Linked DNA regions of Manis pentadactyla: region 2 is linked to region 1. The links are chromatin contacts, called in public Hi-C maps. All regions are on one chromosome and are shown on one strand. The core of a region is the stretch at or near the end of the contact, and the rest is flanking DNA. Distances in the headings are between cores, read along the strand shown.

What was found. Hi-C and Micro-C count contacts between places; a contact is called where the count stands out from the background.
Region 2: a Hi-C map of fibroblasts shows a contact between it and region 1, with 7 times the contacts expected there. The contact joins the promoter of SLC2A4 here to the promoter of TNFSF13 in region 1. A contact is called at or near these places in 2 of 3 Hi-C or Micro-C datasets (fibroblasts and skin fibroblasts).

Annotation. Positions count from the first base shown.
Region 1 is chr4:135,813,064-135,818,580 of mManPen7.hap1, reverse strand. TNFSF13 (TNF superfamily member 13) reads left to right here and starts at 2,527. Exons shown (of 8, transcript XM_036896033.2): 1 at 2,527-2,724; 2 at 3,601-3,830; 3 at 4,187-4,265; 4 at 4,419-4,466; 5 at 4,611-4,729; 6 at 4,936-5,074; 7 at 5,323-5,416. The coding sequence starts at 3,624. It overlaps TNFSF12 (TNF superfamily member 12), which reads left to right. Exons shown (of 7, transcript XM_036896041.2): 6 at 1,193-1,317; 7 at 1,554-2,397. The coding sequence ends at 1,805.
Region 2 is chr4:136,083,075-136,088,591 of mManPen7.hap1, reverse strand. SLC2A4 (solute carrier family 2 member 4) reads left to right here and starts at 2,070. Exons shown (of 11, transcript XM_036896071.2): 1 at 2,070-2,329; 2 at 3,607-3,723; 3 at 3,833-4,005; 4 at 4,094-4,218; 5 at 4,330-4,445; 6 at 4,546-4,708; 7 at 4,792-4,979; 8 at 5,121-5,225; 9 at 5,354-5,455. The coding sequence starts at 2,297.

The DNA of each region.
Region 1 (5,517 bases), core at 1,278-3,777:
TGGTGACTGCTCTGAAAGACACAGGTTGCATACTGAAGAGATTAACGGAGGCAGGGAGGGGACTGGCTGTTTGAAACTGGGTAGGCCAGGAGGGTCTCTGTGTTGAGACATCACTGACAGAAGGTGCCAGGCTGGGGAGAGAGTTCTGGGAGTAGGAAAGAGCAGTGAAAAGTTGTGGGACAACCAGCATGCTGTGTGGCAGGGACAGAAAGACCAGGGCGGCTGGAGTCTGGTGAGTTGGACGGATGTCAGATTAGATGGGAGAGGACAGTGCTGATCTGTGCAGGACCTGGGAAACCACTCGAGGTTCTGCTCTGTCATTTTATTGTTTTATTATATTTATGTTTATTGTCATTTTATCATCTTCTTTGCAATTTGCAATTACCCTAGCCCTAGACGTATTTATGTTTTGGTAACAGCTTCATTGAGATACACTGCACATAACATACAATTCACCCATTTAAAGTGTACAATTCAGTGGTTTTTAGTATATCCCCCAGTTGTGCAGCCATCACTACAGTAATTTTAGAACATTTTCATCACCTCAGAAATTCTGTACCCTTTAGCCATTGCCCCTATTTCCCCCACTTCTCCCAGCTCTAAGCAACCACTCATCTACTTCCATCTCACTATACGTTTACTGGACATTTCATAGAAATCACACAGTGTGTGGTCCTCTGTGACTGGCTTCTTTCACTAAGCATGTTTTCAATGTTCATCCACATTGTAGCATTTCTTTTCATGGCTGAATAATATCCCATTGTATGGATATACCACCATGTTCCTTATCTTTCCATTCATCAGTTGATGAACATTGAGTACCACTTTATTATTTTCAATTTTAATAATCTATTGTATGATTTAAGTACTGTATGCATATATTCTCAAAGTAAAGATGCAAATAATACACAAAATATAAAAAGCTCCCATGCTTCTCCAGTCCTGCTCTTTTTGGCAGATGTGACTGGTGACAAGTTGCCCTGTATTGTTCTGGTCATATGCATTGGGTTTCTTCACGTAACTTCCTATTGCACCCTGAGCTCTGTAGGCCATGGCTCCTCCTTGCCCTGGCCTGTCTGTATATCTTCTGGGTAAGGCCGGTCCCAAAGGTTTATGAACTCAGTAGACCCATGGGGAGTGTGAGAAAGTCCTGTAAAGGGACTTTCCCCTATCTCTGAACATCCACATTCAGGTGTGGACGGGACGGTGAGTGGCTGGGAGGAGGCCAAAATCAACAGCTCCAGCCCACTGCGCTATGACCGCCACAGCGGGGAATTTATAGTCACCCGGGCTGGGCTCTACTACCTGTATTGTCAGGTAAGCCCCACCTGGCTCCACAGGTAAAGCAGGAACTTAGAGAGACGGGTTTCGTTTAGTGGGTGGGGGGCAAGGTAAATGTGGGAGGGGGAGTTTGGGATTTGGGCTGGATAGGATACCTGAGTCTCTTAAGAAAATTTAAAATTGAGTCCGGGTAAGCAGAAGCCTGGACTTTGCCCACCCTCTCCCCAACTTCCCCACCTCTCACCCTGTCCTCACCCCCACCCTCCCCTCAGGTGCACTTCGATGAGGGGAAGGCTGTCTACCTGAAGTTGGACTTGCTGGTGGATGACACCCTGGCCCTTCGCTGCCTGGAAGAGTTCTCAGCCACGGCAGCGAGTTCCCTCGGGCCCCAGCTCCGTCTCTGCCAGGTGTCTGGGCTGCTGCCCCTGCGGCCAGGGTCCTCCCTGCGGATCCGCACCCTCCCCTGGGCCCACCTCAAAGCTGCCCCTTTCCTCACCTACTTCGGACTCTTCCAGGTTCACTGAGGGGCCCTGGTCTTGGTGGATTTCCCAGGCCGGGGCTGCCCAGACAGCTCTCCAGCACCCGGGTCTCCTCAGCCTCACCCTAGGCTGCTCCTCCCCCCCAGACCCACCCCTCCCTCTGTAGGCTGCCAGGGCTTGTGCACGTGTTTTCTATGCCACATAAATATCCCCATTCTCCTGACAACTCCCCCTACCTCTGACTCTCCACCTCACTAGCACCCAAACCCGATTTTTCGACGCCCCATTTATCTCCTGACTCCCCTGGCCACAGCCCCCAGGACACTGTTTACTGTACTCTGGGTGAGGATGGGTCCCCAGTACCCCTCTTCAGGTACTAAGAGAGGCTGGGTCTAGGCTGGGAGTTCCCGAATGTGACGGCTAAGAGGACAGGCAAGCTCCGCTCCTGATTCCCTGTGGATTTTTTTTTTTTAAAGGCCCTGCCTGCAGGCTAAGTGCCGGAAGTGGGAGCAATGACGGGAGGGGATGGAAAGTTGAGGGCGGGCTGCATTTTCCCTGTGGATTTTAAAAACAGATATTATTTTTATTATTATTGTGACAAAATGTTGATAAGTGGATATTAAAGAGAATAAGTCATGGTCTCTCTCTTTATTGGGGCTTAGGGAACATGCTCAGGGTAGCTGAGGGCCATGGCAAGCGGGTTTGGGCATTGGGGAGTGGGGTGCAGGGCACCTGGAATTCCAGGGTGACACACAGGCTTAGAAGTGGGGACCCATATGGCTCTAACCCCTGAGGCATGAATAGAGAATGGAAAGGCAAACTGCCAGGAAAAAAAATCAATCCTCTGCCCAAGGTCCAGCAGAAGCAGCCTCATTTACCTAGGAGGCGGGCTTCCTCCTGCGGGGAATCCCTGGCTGGGAAGAGCAGGGGCCCTTCCTCTTGGCAGCCTCAGGACATTCAGCAGGTGCTGGCACAAGCCTTGGCTGGGATGTGGGGTGGGAGCAGGCCTGGAGGGGGCTCAGGCTCAGAAAGCAGGATGCTGGAGCCCAGGAACATGGTAGCCTGGGCCCCTGGGTCCAGGGGCAGAATCATACAGTGGTAGGGTGCTTGGGGCTTCTCTTTCTGTCTTTGTCCAGAGCCTTATGTAAGAGTGTTTCTCGGGAAACAGGAAGTCCAGCTTGCCAAGTTCAGCATAAGGAGCAGTGCCGGCCTTATTCCAACACACCCGGCCTGGCCTTAACCCCAGAGCTCAGCCAGTTTCTTGCTTCCCCCACCATGGTTCTCCTTCCCACTGAGCCCCTCCCCTCCTTTCCCACCTTCAGTCACTCCTAGCAAACCTGCCCAGAGATCTCTCCTGTGCCTCATTGAGAGGGTCTTACACCCTCACCTCTTGACCCTCAACACTGCCTGGTTGTCCCTTCATCCCTGCTCCTGGCACCATGCCCACAGCCAGCTAACCTTCCCTCCCCCACTTCTGGGGCCGCCCAAGGGTTCCTGTGCTCTGGCCGCTCCTCCTGGGTGTCACTGGCAGCCCTGTCCTTCCTAGAGAGACTGACAACAAATTCTCCTGAGGCTGGAGTTGGGGGGGAGGGTCTCAAGACAACACTGGCCCCACAGCAGGGTGCCAGGAGCACCAACAGTGCCCCTAGCTTGCTTTCCTCCTCCCTCCTTTTTATTCTGAAGTTCCTTTTTATTTCTCCCTTGCGTAACGCCCGTCTTCCCTTCTGCAGCACTGCCTGCACCCCCACCCTCCCTGCCACCTCCTTGCCACCCCATTCCTGAGGCCACAGCTGTTGGCAGGGTTCCTGGCTCATGCCAGCCTCGTCTTCTTCCTTGCTAGCTCCCAAAGGGCCCCCGGGAGACATGGGGGGCCCAGTTCGAGAACCGGCACTCTCAGTTGCCCTCTGGTTGAGTTGGGGGGCAGCTCTGGGGGCTGTGGCTTGTGCCATGGCTCTGCTGACCCAACAAACAGAGCTGCAAACTCTAAGGAGAGAGGTGACCTGGCTGCAGAGAACTGGAGGGCCCTCTGAGAAGGGGGAAGAGTATCCATGGCTGCACCTCCGGGAGCAGGTGAGTGAGGGGAAAAGGGTACCTGCAAGAGAAGAATGGTGGCAGGGCCTCGTCTGGGCCTCTTGGTCCCAGGCTCCTGGTCTGCAAAATTTCGAGTCAGGGCAAGAGAGGGTCCCAGGTTTGGAGGTCAAGGGAGCAGCCATTCCAGGAAAGGGAATTGTTAAAGATTAGTGCTTCTTGTACCTAACAGATCCTGGAGGACAGCCAGCGCCAAGACTCAGGTCGCTGGGGAGTGGTGCATGAAAGATGCAAGGCATTCCAGGGTGGAGGAGTGGACAGGGGAAGCAGGACTGGGGACAAAGGCTGTCTGGGACCCTTGCATCTTAGCCTAACCCTGCCCCTCTTTCCATAAGCAGAGCCCTGATGCCCTGGAAGCCTGGGAGAATGGGGAGAGACCCCGGAGAAGGAGAGCATTGCTCACCCATAAACAGAGGAGTGAGGCCTCGGGATTCGGCAGCAGGGGTGGGAGGTGATCACATAGCCAGGGATTCGGAGACTGTTAGCTGGAGCCAGGATGAGGGTGGAGGGCTAACAACAGGGTTACTGGGATAGATGGGCACTGCTGAGACTTCCTCCTTCTCTCCTCAGAGAGGCACTCAGTTCTGCACCTTGTTCCCATTAACATCACTTCCAAAGGTGAGCACTATTTTAAATAATGGCTTTTTGAGGAGGGCAAGATCTGGGAACTTTGGGGCTGGCACCTGGGCCCAAGAGAATCTCAGAGGTGAGAAGTACCTGAGAGGGCATGGAAATCCTGACTGGCACACTCCTCACCTCCAGAGGACTCTGATGTGACAGAGGTGATGTGGCAACCAGCTCTTAGGCGCGGGAGAGGCCTGGAGGCCCAAGGATATGTTGTTCGAGTCTGGGATGCTGGAGTTTATCTGCTGTACAGCCAGGTAACCCCAAATATAGAGACTCACATGGGGGCTTGGAGGCCTGTTCTCCAAGAGCCTGGATGCCCCAGTACTGAGGGTTTCCTACCCCTCTGCTCATACAACTTAGAAGACCCTTCTTCATTTCTTAGCTCCCTTAGCAGGACTCTGAAGGCCTCCCAGAAGCCATGTCACCCTGTTTTCCTCAGCCTCTCCTCCCTTCCCTCCAGGTCCTGTTTAATGATGTGACTTTCACCATGGGTCAAGTGGTGTCTCGGGAGGGCCAGGGAAGACAAGAGACTCTATTCCGATGTATACGAAGTATGCCTTCCAACCCAGACTGGGCCTACAATAGCTGCTACAGTGCAGGTGAGAGCCTTGGCAGCACTGGAGGGTGGATGTGAGAAGACCAGGACATCTGTAATTTGGGGGATTACGGGGAAGCTATGACAGGGGATTGCAAGCTGGAAGCCTGGGTGTAGGGGATGCGTGAAGGACAGAATACTTAGGTCCTTCCAGGAAGCAGAAAAAAGGTTGAGTTGGAGAGGGGAGGGTGAAACATCAGAGAATCTACATGGTTGTGCTTAACTGAGTATTCATTTTCTCCCTTTTTTCAGGTGTCTTCCACTTACACCAAGGGGATATTCTGAGTGTCATAATCCCCCGGGCAAGGGCAAAACTTAGCCTCTCTCCACATGGAACCTTCCTGGGGTTTGTGAAACTGTGATTGTGCTATAAAAGGTGGTTCTGAGCTTGGAAGAACAGGGTGGGTACGTACTGGAGACAGCCAAGAGCTGGCTAGGCAAAGGACA
Region 2 (5,517 bases), core at 821-3,320, 270 kb before region 1:
CCTCGGCACCTTTGTGGGCTTTCCGCTTCTCCTTGCATCTCCTCCTTTTGTGGTATTCCAGCATCCACGGTTCTCCTTTTTACCTTCCTGATTGGTCCCTCTCTGCTTCCATCAGTCATTGCTGCTCCTTTCTGCTCATAAATGGTTGATTCTACACAATGTTCAGATTTCAGTTCTTCATCTACACCCTGTTAGTCAGGTAGGTGGAGCCATTCACCAAATGGTTCCCTCCTTTGTGATTGCTCTGCTATCTGCCTTCTTGGCCATAAAGAGCAGGTCTTCATTACACTCCCTCAACATTTACTGAGCATCCGCCTCTATGCTGGATGCTGGGATACAGAGATAAACAAGGTAACCTGCCCTCAAGGTTGAAGTACGAAGAAGAAATGATGACAATATACTACACTGGAAACACATGGTTTTCTGGAGGAAAGCCAAGAAAGGCTTCACAGAGTGGGTGAGCTTTATGACTAGGAGTCCTCTCGTGTTCAGACTGAGGAATTTGTATGACAAAGGCAGTGAAATAGCAAAGTGGGATCTGGGTACAAGAAATTAGGTATTGATTAAAACATGAGAAGAAAGGATAGAAGGTGAAGCAGAGATAGGGTAGGAAAGGCAGGTTTTATTCACTCTGAAAAGGAATTTGAACTTGACAAGTGAGAGCAACAAAGGGCCAGTGACTTTTGAGCAGGAGTGTTAAGGTTGAACTTTTTTTGTATTGTACTCTGCCCTCTGTATAAGGGAAGAGGAGGAGCAGGGAGACCAGTGAGGGTGATGGTGGTCTGCATCAAAGTGGCAACAGTACCGGTGGAGGAAATCAGATGAAAGTGAATTTAGAGGTCAAAACACCAATGCTGGTAACTAACTGGATAAAAGAGGATGCAAGAGAGAATGAATCAAGCGAAACTTCCAGGATTTTGATAGGAGTGACAGGGTGGCTAATGGGGCCATCCACCGGGATGAGGAGGAGCATGTTTGGACATGCTGGGCATCCGAGCTGCCCCATCTAGGCGGAGCTGAGCACTGGGATCTGGAGCTCCAGAACGAGTTACCCGGTTGGATATAACGGAAACTTCAGAGAATGCGCTGCGGATTCTCGCTCTCCCTCCAGATGGCACTACAGCCCTGCGCTACTGAGACCCGTTTACCGAGCTGCTCGCTCCCTGTACAGAGAGTATTCCGCTTCTCCAAGGACGCGCCAACTCTAGGTCTCGCCCTTCTTCTCCCTGGGCAAGATTTAGCTGATGATCCAAACCCGGAGCGGCCTGCGGAGAGCGTGTCCAAACTGTCCACGCGACCAGCACCTTCATGGGCGGCTCAGAAACCTCAGGGCTGGTGGCATGGTTGGTGTGACCACCTGTTCCTCGGGCCGCCTCCAGGAACCAACATTGGTGGGGAACGCGGGTAGAGGAAGGGCCAGATAGGCAATGCCCTCAGCAAGGATGCAGAGAAAGAGGACCACCAACCCCAGACACACAGCCCGCTAGGAACGGAATTTCCTGTCCTCCAAGGCCATCCCCGCGTGAGAAGCGTGTAGCGGACCCTTTAAGGCTCCGTTTCCCTGCCCTCTCCCGCCCGGGACAGGCCGGGACACCCGGGACCTGACATTTGGCTTTTCCCAAAGTGGGAGCTAAAAATAACCACTGTGGGTTACTTTAGGTCATTACTCCTCTCCCACCTCGCGCGCCGGCTCGCACCCTCAGCCTCAGGTCGCCGGAGTTCTCTACCCGGATGGCACACCTAGCCCACAGCCTCCCCTCAGATCCTGGGACTGCAGCCCGGAAGCGCAGAACTTTTAAGTAGCCTCTTCAGCGGGAACCTGGCCTGGTGGGCGGAGTCTTCACACGAAGGGGGCGGGCTCTTCCGTACTGCGAGGACCCGTTTCTCAAAACTTCCCAACCGATGGCGGGCGGGAACCCTGGGGCAGTGTCTCGCCGGGCGCACCGAGGGGGCGTGGCCTCGCTGGCCAACCCGCTATCTGGTGCCAAACTCTATATCCCCGGCTTAGGGAGGGGGCGTGGCCTCCTGGCCAATGGGTGATGTGAAGGGCGTGGCCCTTGGGGGCTGCAGGGGCTCTGTGTCTTTTCGCGGTCACCCTGGCTTTGCCAGATTCCCGGGAACCCTTCCGCTCTCTGGATCCTTGACTTGTGGCTGTGGATGCCATCAGGCCCGCCCTCCGCACATCGCTCCGGGACCCACGTCGCCCCGGCGCCCTCCGCCTGCCAAACCGGGGCCGTCGACCCCCAGTCGCCTCCCTGTTAACTGCATCCCCTGCGCCGCAAGCTCTTAAGAGAAGATGCCCTCTGGCTTTCAACAAATCGGCTCAGAAGTAGGGTTCGGCATGCGGGAGCGGGACGGGGGCACGGGTCCGGCTTTTCTCGGGGTGGAGTCGCCTTTGGGGTCAGCTAGGGGGCGGTCCCTGCACAGACGCAGGGAATGGAAGTAAAGGCCTGGCTTTTTATACCCAGGCTGGACAACCCGTGACTGTCAGGTAACAATCCCTCTAAGAGGCTGAGTGGGTCTGGGGTACCTTTCGGGGACACGAGTACACCTGCATTATGCGAGTCTCGGCTTCGCCCCCTTCTGGGGACACTGCCCTCGTTACAGCCTGCGAAAGCTGATCCAGGAGAGTAGCCCTCCAGGAGCTGTCCGTCTGTTCCAGCTAGCGGGAAGTTTTTCGAGGACCAGAGCCTCTCTGTGGGCCCCCACCCCCACTCGTGGCTGTCCTCCAGGACGCTGAACTTTCCCTTGGCTCCATGGTTGGTGGAGGGGCTGAAGGGAGTGTCAGCCCCCCCTCCCCCAGCTCAGGTTTCCGCCTAGAGACAGTCTGTGCCGCCAGCGAGCGGCCACCACCGCCACCGCCCCTCACACCACCTTCCCGCCCCCATCTCTTGGGCATGACTCTCCCAGGCAAAAGCCGGGCGCGGCCCCCCGCCCTTCATCGTATCTTGAGGGGGAGGACAGGCCGGGGCGGAGACAGAAAAGGCCACCCCAAGGGCCTTAGGCCTAGAGGAATGACCTCGATGTCCTTTTTGGAATTGCTCTTCTTGAGCCTGGTGGGGGCCTCCAGGAGACAGCTGAGAGAACCTCCAGAGGGGAGGGAAGAGGACAGAGGCCGATAGTGATAATGTACTTGTCATTTTACAAACCCAGTACTGTCAGGGATACTGTTAACATTTGATTTTGATTTTCACACTTTTCACTGACAGGCAAAGCAGGCACCATCAACTGTATCTCCCTTAACCTAGCGGAGACCTAGGTTAAAAGTGGAAAAGTGACTTGCCCAAGGTCACACAAATCTAAACTGTTAAGGCAAGCCTGCCCCAAGGTCACAGAGGAATTGTGAGACTTAGGTCCCCAAACATTTCTCTGCCTGCTGGGCTCAAAGATCTAGTTTCTTCTCCATACCCTGGTTACTGTAGGGTTCTTTTTGCTTCTGTTTACATTGAGATCTTCATGCGATTCCTAATATGGCCCCTTTTCCTTCGCCTAATATGTTGGATGGAGCCCAGCATCTTGAGGCCTCGATTGGACTTGGGCCCCTGGGGAAAGGAAAGAAACCATGGTTCCGTGTGCTTTTCCTCCTCTCTGCTTCTGCCTGCCCAGGAAGGGGAACCCCCTCAGCAGCGAGTCACTGCTACCCTGGTCCTCGCCGTATTCTCTGCTGTGCTTGGCTCCCTGCAGTTTGGCTACAACATCGGGGTCATTAATGCACCTCAGAAGGTGAGGGGCCTGCAGTTGGCAGAGTGGGGATGCCCAGAAAAGGATGTCTCCCAGGGACACCAGGGGTGAGCAGAGAGGAAAGGGAATCACTCCTTTGCTGTCCTTCCAGGTGATTGAACAGAGCTACAACGAGACATGGCTAGGGAGGCAGGGTCCTGAGGGACTGGGCTCTATTCCACCAGGCACTCTCACCACCCTTTGGGCTCTCTCCGTGGCCATCTTTTCTGTGGGCGGCATGATCTCCTCTTTCCTCCTTGGCATCATCTCTCAGTGGCTGGGAAGGTATAGGACTGGAGGGCAAAGGTGGGGGGATGGGGAAGGGGCCCCAGCCTGGCACCCTAACTCTTACACTTCACTCTTTGCCTGCCAGGAAGAGGGCAATGCTGGTCAACAATGCCCTGGCTGTGCTGGGGGGTGCCCTCATGGGCTTGGCCAATGCTGCTGCCTCCTATGAGATGCTCATTCTTGGACGGTTTCTCATTGGCGCCTACTCAGGTACCCAAGGGCACCATGGCCCTGCTCAGTGCTGTGGTCTCCTTCACCATCCCAGGCCTGGGGGTGGGAGTGGGCAGCTGCCCTCAGCCTTCTCTTCTCCCTTCTGCCCAGGGCTGACATCAGGGCTGGTGCCCATGTATGTGGGGGAAATTGCCCCCACTCACTTGCGGGGTGCCTTGGGGACGCTCAACCAACTGGCCATCGTCATTGGCATTCTGATAGCCCAGGTGACTGGTTCTGGTCTCATGGGGGGCTAGGCAGGGGGTTGGAGTGGTGCTCTAGGGAACAGGCTGAAGCCCTGCCCTCTTTCCCATTCTTCTCCCACAGGTGCTGGGCTTGGAGTCCCTGCTGGGCACTGCCACCCTATGGCCACTACTCCTGGGCATCACGGTGCTGCCTGCTCTCCTGCAGCTGGTCCTGCTGCCCTTCTGCCCAGAAAGCCCCCGCTACCTCTATATCATCAGGAACCTGGAAGGGCCCGCCAGAAAGAGTGAGCTTCCACCCGCTCTTGCTAGCACCTCTCCTCCCACCAAGTCCCCTCCCTGCCCTCTCAGGCCTGACCCTCACCTCCAGGTCTGAAGCGCTTGACGGGCTGGGCCGACGTGTCTGGAGCTCTGGCTGAGCTGAAAGAGGAGAAGCGGAAGCTGGAACTCGAGCGACCACTGTCCCTGCTCCAGCTCCTGGGCAGCCGTACCCACCGGCAGCCCCTAGTCATTGCAGTTGTGCTGCAGCTGAGCCAGCAGCTCTCAGGCATCAATGCTGTACGTATGAAGCAGCCTCCGGGAAGGGCAGAGTTAGAGAACAGTCCAAGAGGAGGGAAGAATGGGCAGTCCAGCTTGGTGTGAGCACAGGGGAGGAATGGTCATCTCGGTCATCCTCTTTTCTTCTCACCCCACTTGTAGGTTTTCTATTATTCAACCAGCATCTTCGAGACGGCAGGGGTAGGTCAGCCAGCCTATGCCACCATAGGAGCTGGAGTGGTGAACACAGTCTTCACCTTGGTCTCGGTAACTGCTGGCCTCTGGAATGACCATCACCACTGGCTTCACATAACTGGGTTGTTGCCACCCACCCACCCTCCTCTCCCACTTCCTGTGCCCTGAGGGCCCCTGCCAAGCCCTGTCTCTCCCTGCAGGTGTTCTTGGTGGAGCGGGCTGGGCGCCGGACACTCCATCTCCTGGGCCTGGCAGGAATGTGTGGTTGTGCCATCTTGATGACTGTGGCTCTGCTTCTGCTGGTGAGGCCTGGGCTGTGGGAAGGGGACCAGTGGTCCAACCTGTGGTAATGGCTCCAAGAGGA